2 separate regions of the Macaca mulatta genome follow, and region 1 is linked to region 2. The links are chromatin contacts, called in public Hi-C maps. All regions are on one chromosome and are shown on one strand. The core of a region is the stretch at or near the end of the contact, and the rest is flanking DNA. Distances in the headings are between cores, read along the strand shown. Region 1 holds the start of CLPX (caseinolytic mitochondrial matrix peptidase chaperone subunit X). Region 2 holds the start of PDCD7 (programmed cell death 7).

Evidence for each region. Hi-C and Micro-C count contacts between places; a contact is called where the count stands out from the background.
Region 1: a Hi-C map of CD4 T cells shows a contact between it and region 2, with 3 times the contacts expected there. The contact joins the promoter of CLPX here to the promoter of PDCD7 in region 2. A contact is called at or near these places in 4 of 14 Hi-C or Micro-C datasets (CD4 T cells, cortical neurons, fetal cortex germinal zone and 1 more).

What each region holds. Positions count from the first base shown.
Region 1 is chr7:42,597,860-42,602,163 of T2T-MMU8v2.0, reverse strand. CLPX (caseinolytic mitochondrial matrix peptidase chaperone subunit X) reads left to right here and starts at 1,941. Exons shown (of 14, transcript NM_001260887.1): 1 at 1,941-2,085. The coding sequence starts at 2,007. LOC106999218 (a long non-coding RNA gene) reads right to left here and starts at 1,568. Exons shown (of 3, transcript XR_001445945.3): 1 at 1,430-1,568; 2 at 476-577.
Region 2 is chr7:42,548,121-42,552,077 of T2T-MMU8v2.0, reverse strand. It overlaps PDCD7 (programmed cell death 7), which reads left to right and starts at 1,981. Exons shown (of 5, transcript XM_015142475.3): 1 at 1,981-2,886. The coding sequence starts at 2,008.

The sequences.
Region 1 (4,304 bases), core at 692-3,191, 50 kb before region 2:
AGGGAATACTGGAGACTCTCCTCTCTCGGAATTCTATTAATGGACTCAGGGGAGGAAGACCAAAGTCTTGGTGAGGGAAGACGTGGGCTCTCTTCTAGTCTCTGCAACTATGGTGGCTCAAGACCATAGTGGTACTCCCTCACTATGCTGAGGGAGTACCAGGAGTCACCTATCCAAAGAGAGAGAAAAAATTGTGGCCTGGGCCAAGGCCAATGACCCTTCTCACAGCTAGACACAGGGACCTAGAAGCCACATTTCTCTGGACTGGATGGAGATTGATGAGGGCTCACTGACTTGTGTGACCTGGTCTTGCCTCTCCCTTTGCTGCCTCCCCATCCCCACCCGCAAAGCTCAGCAATAAAGGCACCTAAGCTCACTTGGCAATTTCTCTGGGGTTCAGAGTTAATAAGAATCTCATACACAATGTAAATACTCAGTCTGGCACCAACCCAGATGGGACAAGGGCGTGACTCACTTGTCACCAACCTCCATCCTGTGCAGCTGGTCCATCTGTTTAGCTGTGCAGAAGCAAGCCCTGCAAGAGGGCTCCAACAAAGTGTTGGGGTCCGCGTGTTTCCTAAACAAAGGAACCAAGACACAAGACAAGACAAACATGGCGGCCGCCTCGAATGGCGCACTCTGCTTTATTTTATACAGTCGTTTGTGGAATGTTGCCAAGTTACAAGACACATTGTTGTTTTTCTGACCTTTCCCAGACTTTCTGGATTTTCAAGATGTTTACACATAAACAAGCCCCCAGGGTCTGCTGTTTGCAGCTGGCTCCTTTGTCCTCCCTGTTTACAGGGAAGGAACGCCCTGCTTCATTTGCAAGAGCAGGACTTAGCAGGAACACCCTGCTTCGTTTGCAAGAGCAGGACTTATTGGCAACGTCTGGTTTGCACATAGTCCCCTACACAAAGCCTAACAGAAAAGGGTTTAATGAAGGGAGTATTTACTAGCGTGTGTTCAGGTTTAAGAAAATCAGTCGGGCGTGGTGGTTTACGTCTGTAATCCCAGCACTTTGGGAGGGCAATGGGAGAGGATGACTTGAGCCCAGGAGTTCGAGACCAGCCTGGGCAACATAGGGAGACCTCATCTTTACTAAATAAGGAGGGAGGGAGGGAGGCAGGGAGGGAGACAACCCTCAAGACTGTAAAACACCCATGGACTACCAACAGCTGGAAGCTTTATCACCACGAGGCCTGAAAGAACAAGGAGAGGGAGCTGTTACCACCTAACAGTTGTTGCTTAGGTAACTAACTGACAATACCACCTCCACCTTACAAGTGATGAAACTAAGGAGAATGATAAGACGAGGAACACAGGATGTGGAATCCCGGGGGAAGAAACTTAGTCAATCTGAAGCATCTAGCGGCTACCAAGGTACTTTAGAGACTTCCCCCGTGGATGGTTAAGCTACCATCCTCACCTTGACCTTCCCTGCCGCCCACCGAAAGTGACCGGAAGAAGAGCTTGACTATGACGACTAGGGACTACAAGTCCCGGCATGCATCTCTCCGCGTCTATCTCAAAACCGTTCAACTTTAGGATAAAAGGGCTTTTGGCAACAATGCGCGTCGGGACCTGTAGTCGCCGCCGTTGGGTCTAGGCGCTTGCCGTAGGGCACTAATTGGCGCGCCCACGGTACCGCCCCCTCGCCTTCGCCTCACGTAGCTTCTCCAGCGCGCATACGCGGCGCGTACCCACGCCCTCCGCCCCCTCCCCGGGCCTACGGCGCAGGCGCGCGCAAGCTCCGCGGGCCCGGTAGGCTGGGGGTGGGGGGAGAAGGAGGGGAAGGGAAGGGGGGTTGGGTGTCTAGTCTGGTGAGTAGACGGCTGTGGGGCACAGAAGCGCGAAGGCCTGGCAGTCGGGCAGGTGAACTCTGCACGGGGTCTAGGGCCCGCGGAAGGGTTCGGAACCGAGTCAGCGCGCCTTGCGAGCAGGATTCGCGCAGCTGAGACCCGGAGGTCCTCAGGGGGCGAAGCCCCGGCCTAGGCCTCGCGGAAATGCCCAGCTGCGGTGCTTGTACTTGCGGCGCAGCTGCCGCCCGGCTCATCACGTCCTCACTCGCCTCCGCGCAGAGAGGTAACGAAATAGTGCCACTCCTGAGCTCTCAGCCAAGGGGGAGGGGGTGGACTGGCTGGTGGGTAGGGGTCCTGGGGAGGGCACGAGGCCTGCTGCACCCGGGGAGTGTGAGGGAATGGGCGGCACTTCGCCCGGCACCCACTGCTTTCCCCGTGGAATGGGGCTCTGCCGACCTCTGGAGCAGCCGTTGCTCAAATTGGAAGTAAACTCCTTCCCACGCGTCTTCTTGCGCGCTTTCAGGCCCGCTGACTTTGGGGCCGGAATGCGGCCACTTCGTAGAAACCCTGAAAGAGGCACAAAATGTTCCTCTTATTAAAAAATGCCTCCAGATCCCACTCAGCCCTGCCGGGGACCGCCGCCTGCCCCGGCCGCGGCTCTTCTTCCGCAGCCTGGCCGGGATCCCTCTCGGGCCCGTTGGGGGCTCCAGGAGGGGCTGTCCCTGCTAGGGTCCCCTAGGACTCAGGGCACCCAGCTGACCGTCCCGGACGCAAGCCGCGCGATACCAGAGATGTTACTATCACTGTGCGGCCCAGACACTGGGACATAAACAAGGTTCACAATATTTCCCGGCGTCAGGCAAGCCCCGGGGCACGCAGGACAGCGGCGGGGGAGATGGGGAGAGGTCCCGCAGGAGTTGGTTCGGAAGTCCTTGGGTGTTTCAGCAGTCCTTTGCTGGCTTTCCCAACTTGACCGGGAGGTTGTTTCCTAAGAGTGGCGCATGTTGTTTACCTTTCCTTTCTGTTTATCTGAAGCTGTGAAAGAATGGCGCCCCAGCCAAGAGAGTCTGGAAAATAAACTTTTTTTCTCTTCCTCAAATCTATGGATGTCAGATCACGAGGCTAGATCCTGTTATAATCACTGACTTCTAGACAAATTCTTTTTATTTGGACTTACCGGTTCATGACCCTTGGATGGATTTTTAAAAAGGTCCCTTTTATCTAACTTTTAAACCAATTATAAAATCCCTATTGTTTACTAAATGTATCTTCTAGTTTCTTTACTACACAAGGAGGGATTGAATGAGGTAATGTGGGCAGAAGCATTTTGTAAAATGATACATAAATGTAAGAGAGTGAATTTAATCCTAAATCATTGTTAAGCCTCAACCAGTAGATGTCCCAATTCCAGGAATTCGATTTGCAAACACTTTAAAGTGTTTTTTTAATCCATTTATGTGACATACATTAATATTTGTCGAGGGCCCACTATGTGCCAGGTCTTTTAGTGCTGGAGGTAAGAGTGGAGAATAAGTCCTCACCCTCATGTTTAAATCTAGTGGAGTAGACAATAATACAGTTTACAGTGGTTGGATGAAGTATGTGTGTGTTCTCTTTGGGCAGGGACGGCTTCTTTGAAAGTGTTCTTGATCTGTTCTAGCCAAGAGTCCGTGAACACTTTTGAATCATAGGAGATAAGCAGTTATTTTTTTTTATTTTCAAAACGACTGGTTTCTTTCTTTTCTTCTTTTCTTTTCCTTCCCTCCTTCCTGTCTTTCTTTCCTTTCTTTTCGTCTTCTTTTTTTTTTTTTTTTTGAGACAGAGTCTCGCTCTGTCGCCCAGGCTGGAGTGCAGTGGCGCAATCTTGGCTCACTGCAAGCTCCACCTCCCGGGTTCACGCCATTCTCCTGCCTCAGCCTCCCGAGTAGCTGGGACTACAGGCGCCGGCCACCACGTCCGGCTAATTTTTTGTATTTTTAGTAGAGACGGGGTTTCACCGTGTTAGCCAGGATGGTCTCGATCTCCTGACCTTGTGATCTGCCCGCCTCTGCCTCCCAAAGTGCTGGGATTACAGGCGTGAGCCACCGCCCCTGGCCTCTGTCTGTCTTGATGGAATCTGCTCTGTTACCCAGGCTGGAGTGCAGTAGCGTGATCTGGGCTCACTACAACCCTCGCCTCCTGGGTTCAAGTGGTTCTCCTGCCTCAGCCTCCCGAGTAAGCTGGGATTACAGGCGTGCACTACCACGCCCAACTAATTTTTATATTTTTAGTAGAGACGGGGTTTTGCCATGTTTGTCAGGCTGATCTCCAACTCCTGGACCGCAGGTGATCCACCTGCCTCGGCCTCCCAAAGTGCTGGGATTACAGGCGTGAGCCACTGCACCTGGACTAGTATTTCTTTTTAAAAACAGTTGTTCTGAAATTTAGAAAGCTTTGTCTGTATGATAAAGTTCTGTAAACAGTGAAACTTAAATTGTGTTTTCTGGTTGCTGCCAGGTAATC
Region 2 (3,957 bases), core at 732-3,231:
TCCCAGTTACTCTGGAGGCTGAGGCAGGAGAATGGCATGAACCCAGGAGGCAGAGCTTGCAGTGAGCAGAGATCTCGTCACTGCACTCCAGTCTGGGCAACAGAGGGAGACTGTCTCAAACAAACGAAAATGTGACTGGCCAGGTGCAGTGGCTCATGCCTGTAACCCCAGCACTTTGGGAGGCCAAGGTGGATGGATCACCTGAGGTAAGGAGTTTAAGACCAGCCTAGCCAACGTTGTGAAACTCTGTCTCTACTAAAAATACAAAAATTAGCCAGGCATGGTGGTGTGCACCTGTAATTCCAGCTACTTGGGAGGCTGAGGCAAGAGAACTACTTGAACCTGGCAGGCAGAGGTTGCAATGAGCTGAGATCGCGCCACTGCATTCCAGCCTGGATGACAAGAGCAAAGCTCCACCTCAAAAAAAAAAAAAAAAAAAAAAAGACTATTCCAGAGCTTGGCTGAGGAGAAGCAGTACAGTCTCCTGCCTTAAGGAAACCGCTTCAGCTTTCTCAGCAGAAAGTGAAGGCTTAAAAGGGGACTTAGGGCCAGGCGCAGTGGCTCACACCTGTAACCCCAGCACTTTGGGGGGCCGAGGTGGGCAGATCACCTGAGGCCAGGAGTTCGAGACCAGCCTGGCCAACACTGCGAAGCCCCATCTCTACTAAAAATACAAAACCACTAAAAATACAAAAATTAGTCGGGAGTGGCAGCGGGGGCCTGTAATCCCAGCAACTAGGGAGGCTGAGGCACCAAGAATAACTTGAAGTCATGATGCAGTGGTTGCAGTGGGTGAAGATCGCATCATTGCACTCCAGCCTGGGTGGCAGAGGGACTCTGTCTCAAAAAAGAGGGTGGGGGGGCGCAGGACTTGGTTGACCTGGATGGCATGTAAGGGGGTTGGCGGGGGGGTGGGAGGGGAAACCAAGGAGGTGCTAGGACTATGGGACTTGCTCCTATGTATCTATTGGTGATCTGGTTGGCGCTATGGAGCCTGGGGCGAAGGCAGGGGTGGGGGGGGAGGGGGACAGAGCTAGGTTGTAAATTGACAATTGTCCCCAGGCAATCCCCTGGTATGGGAAAGTTCCAGAGGTGCCTGGTTTAAGCTTCAGTCCTTGGAACTAATAAGCAAACACATTAGATAAGCTTACAGTGTAGACAGTTGTGGTGCAGAGAAGGTGAAGGTTAATTGGATTCCTTTTTTTTTTTTTTGAGACAGGTGTCACTCTGTCGCCCAGGGTGGAGTGCAGTGGCGCTATCGTGGCTCATTGCAGTCTTTACCTCCCAGGGCTCAGGTGATCCTCCCACCTCTGCCTCCCCAGTGGCTGGGACTACAGGCGCACGCTACCATGCCCGGCTACTTTTTAATATTTTTAGTAGAGCCAGGGTTTCACTATGTTGCCCAGACTGGTCTCAAACTCCAGTTCTCAAGCGATCCTGCCTGCCTTGGCCTCCCAAAGTGCTGGGATTACAGGCGTGAGCCACAGCGCCCACCCTATAATTGCATTCCTAAAGAGCTAAGTCGGAGGTGGGGGGAAACGAGAAAGGTAAAAATAGTTCATTTTTCTAAGAAAAATCTACTATCTACTATGGCCTTTGCACATGTTCCCATCTGCACTGTGCTTCCCTCTCTTTTTCTATTTAACTATTTATCTTCCAGATCTCAGCTGCAGCTGCAGTTCCTCAGGATAACCTCCAACTTCTCGAAGATACTCACCATGATTGATTAGTATGTTATACTAGGCAGGTAGTTCCATGAAGAGAAGATCTGTATCTCTCAGTCTCAGTGTATGCGCAGCGGGTAGCTCTGCACCTACGATCCTCAGTAAGAACAGTATTTATGAACTGAACGACCGAATGTTTAACCACTGCCCACTTACGCAAGAAGCCTTCCGGAGGGACAAGTCTACAGACGCCGCGCGTCGCAACAACGTCACTTCCGCCGGAAGGTTCTCATGAGGAACCACTCAGATTCCTGTCACTTCTCAAAGCATCTCCGTCGAAGACATGGCTCTGCCACCCTTTTTCGGCCAGGGTCGCCCAGGCCCACCGCCCCCGCAGCCGCCGCCTCCTGCTCCTTTCGGCTGTCCGCCACCGCCGCTGCCCTCCCCGGCTTTCCCGCCTCCTCTCCCCCAGCGGCCCGGCCCTTTTCCGGGGACCTCCGCCCCCTTCCTTCAGCCTCCGCTGGCTCTGCAGCCCCGAGCCTCCGCGGAAGCCTCCCGCGGCGGCGGCGGCGGCGGCGGCGCTGGCGCCTTCTACCCGGTGCCACCACCGCCGCTGCCTCCTCCGCCGCCCCAGTGCCGGCCCTTCCCGGGGACCGACGCCGGCGAGCGACCGCGGCCGCCGCCTCCCGGCCCGGGGCCGCCTTGGAGCTCGCGCTGGCCTGAGGCGCCGCCGCCGCCGGCCGACGTGCTCGGGGATGCGGCCCTCCAGCGCCTGCGCGACCGGCAGTGGCTGGAGGCGGTGTTCGGGACCCCGCGGCGGGCTGGCTGTCCGGTGCCCCAGCGCACGCACGCTGGGCCCAGCCTTGGCGAAGTGCGAGCGCGATTGCGCGGGGCTCTGCGCCTGGTGCGACGGCTGCGCGGCCTGAGCCAGGCCCTGCGCGAGGCCGAAGCCGACGGCGCGGCCTGGGCCTTGTTGTATTCCCAGGTGGGGCCGCTGCGCGCGGAACTGGCCGAGCGGCTACAGCCGTTGACCCAGGCTGCCTATGTGGGCGAGGCGCGGAGGAGGCTGGAGAGGGTCCGGCGCCGCCGGCTGCGGCTTCGCGAGAGGGCCCGGGAACGCGAGGCCGAGCGGGAGGCAGAGGCCGCGCGGGCAGTGGAACGCGAGCAGGAGATTGACCGCTGGAGGGTGAAGTGTGTGCAGGAGGTGGAGGAGAAGAAGCGGGTGAGAGCAGCGGCCGCGCATGGGGGTGGGAGTGGTGGTGGTTGGAACCTGGAGCACCAGGAGGCTTTAAACTTCCATTTCCCAGGGCTAAGGCTCTGTCCTTACGCGCAAAATGAAGCGACAGCTAACCTTCCCACCTCATACCACCATGTTAATTTTGTGTTAATGATGTACACAAAAGTTCAGGTGCACTGTAAAGTCCTGTAAACACAAAGTATAGGATTACACAGTGGCATTGCACGAATGACGGGTCTCCTCTATCCTGCTCCAACATTGTCCACTTACTTTCAAAACCAGTAAGTGTCTAGTTCCTTGTGTCTTGTGCTGCCCTAGGTGATTTTAAGAACACAAAATATAGGCCGGGCGCGGTGGCCCACGCCTGTAATCCCAGCACTTTGGGAGGCTGAGGCGGGTGGATCACGAGGTCAGGAGTTCAAGGCCAGCCTGGCCAAGATGGTGAAACCCCGTCTCTACTAAAAATATAAAAATTAGCCATGCCTGGTAGCGGGCGCCTGAAATCCCAGCTACTCGGGAGGCCGAGACAGGAGAATCGCTTGAACTCGGGAGGTGGAGATTGCAGTAAGCTGAGATCACACCACTGCACTCCAGCCTGGGCGACAGAGCAAGACTGTCTCAAAAAAAATAAATAAAAAGAGAGCTTTGGGACCCTACCTCAAGGAATATATATATACTCTAATTAGCTGATGGGGCAATAGTGATTCCCCGAGGATTCCTTTTTTACAAGTTTCAAACCATGTATCCCCAGGTTCAGCAATAGTGTTTCGGAGCATTTACTATATATACTAGGAGCTGTGCTAAGGTCGTTACATATACCAGATCTTGAATCTTTATAACAGCCTTGAGAAGTAGGAAGTATTATGCTAATTTTACAGGTTAGGAAGTTGAGGCATAGAGAGGTTAACTTGCCAGCGGTCACACAACCAGTTTGTGGCAGTTTCCCATATTTGATCCCAAGTTGTCTAATTCCAAAGCGTGTTGATCTCAGCCTCTTTAGGGCCAGGGTAAAACTGAAAATTGTTCAGATAGTTCTCTAAGGCATTTTCTTTTTTT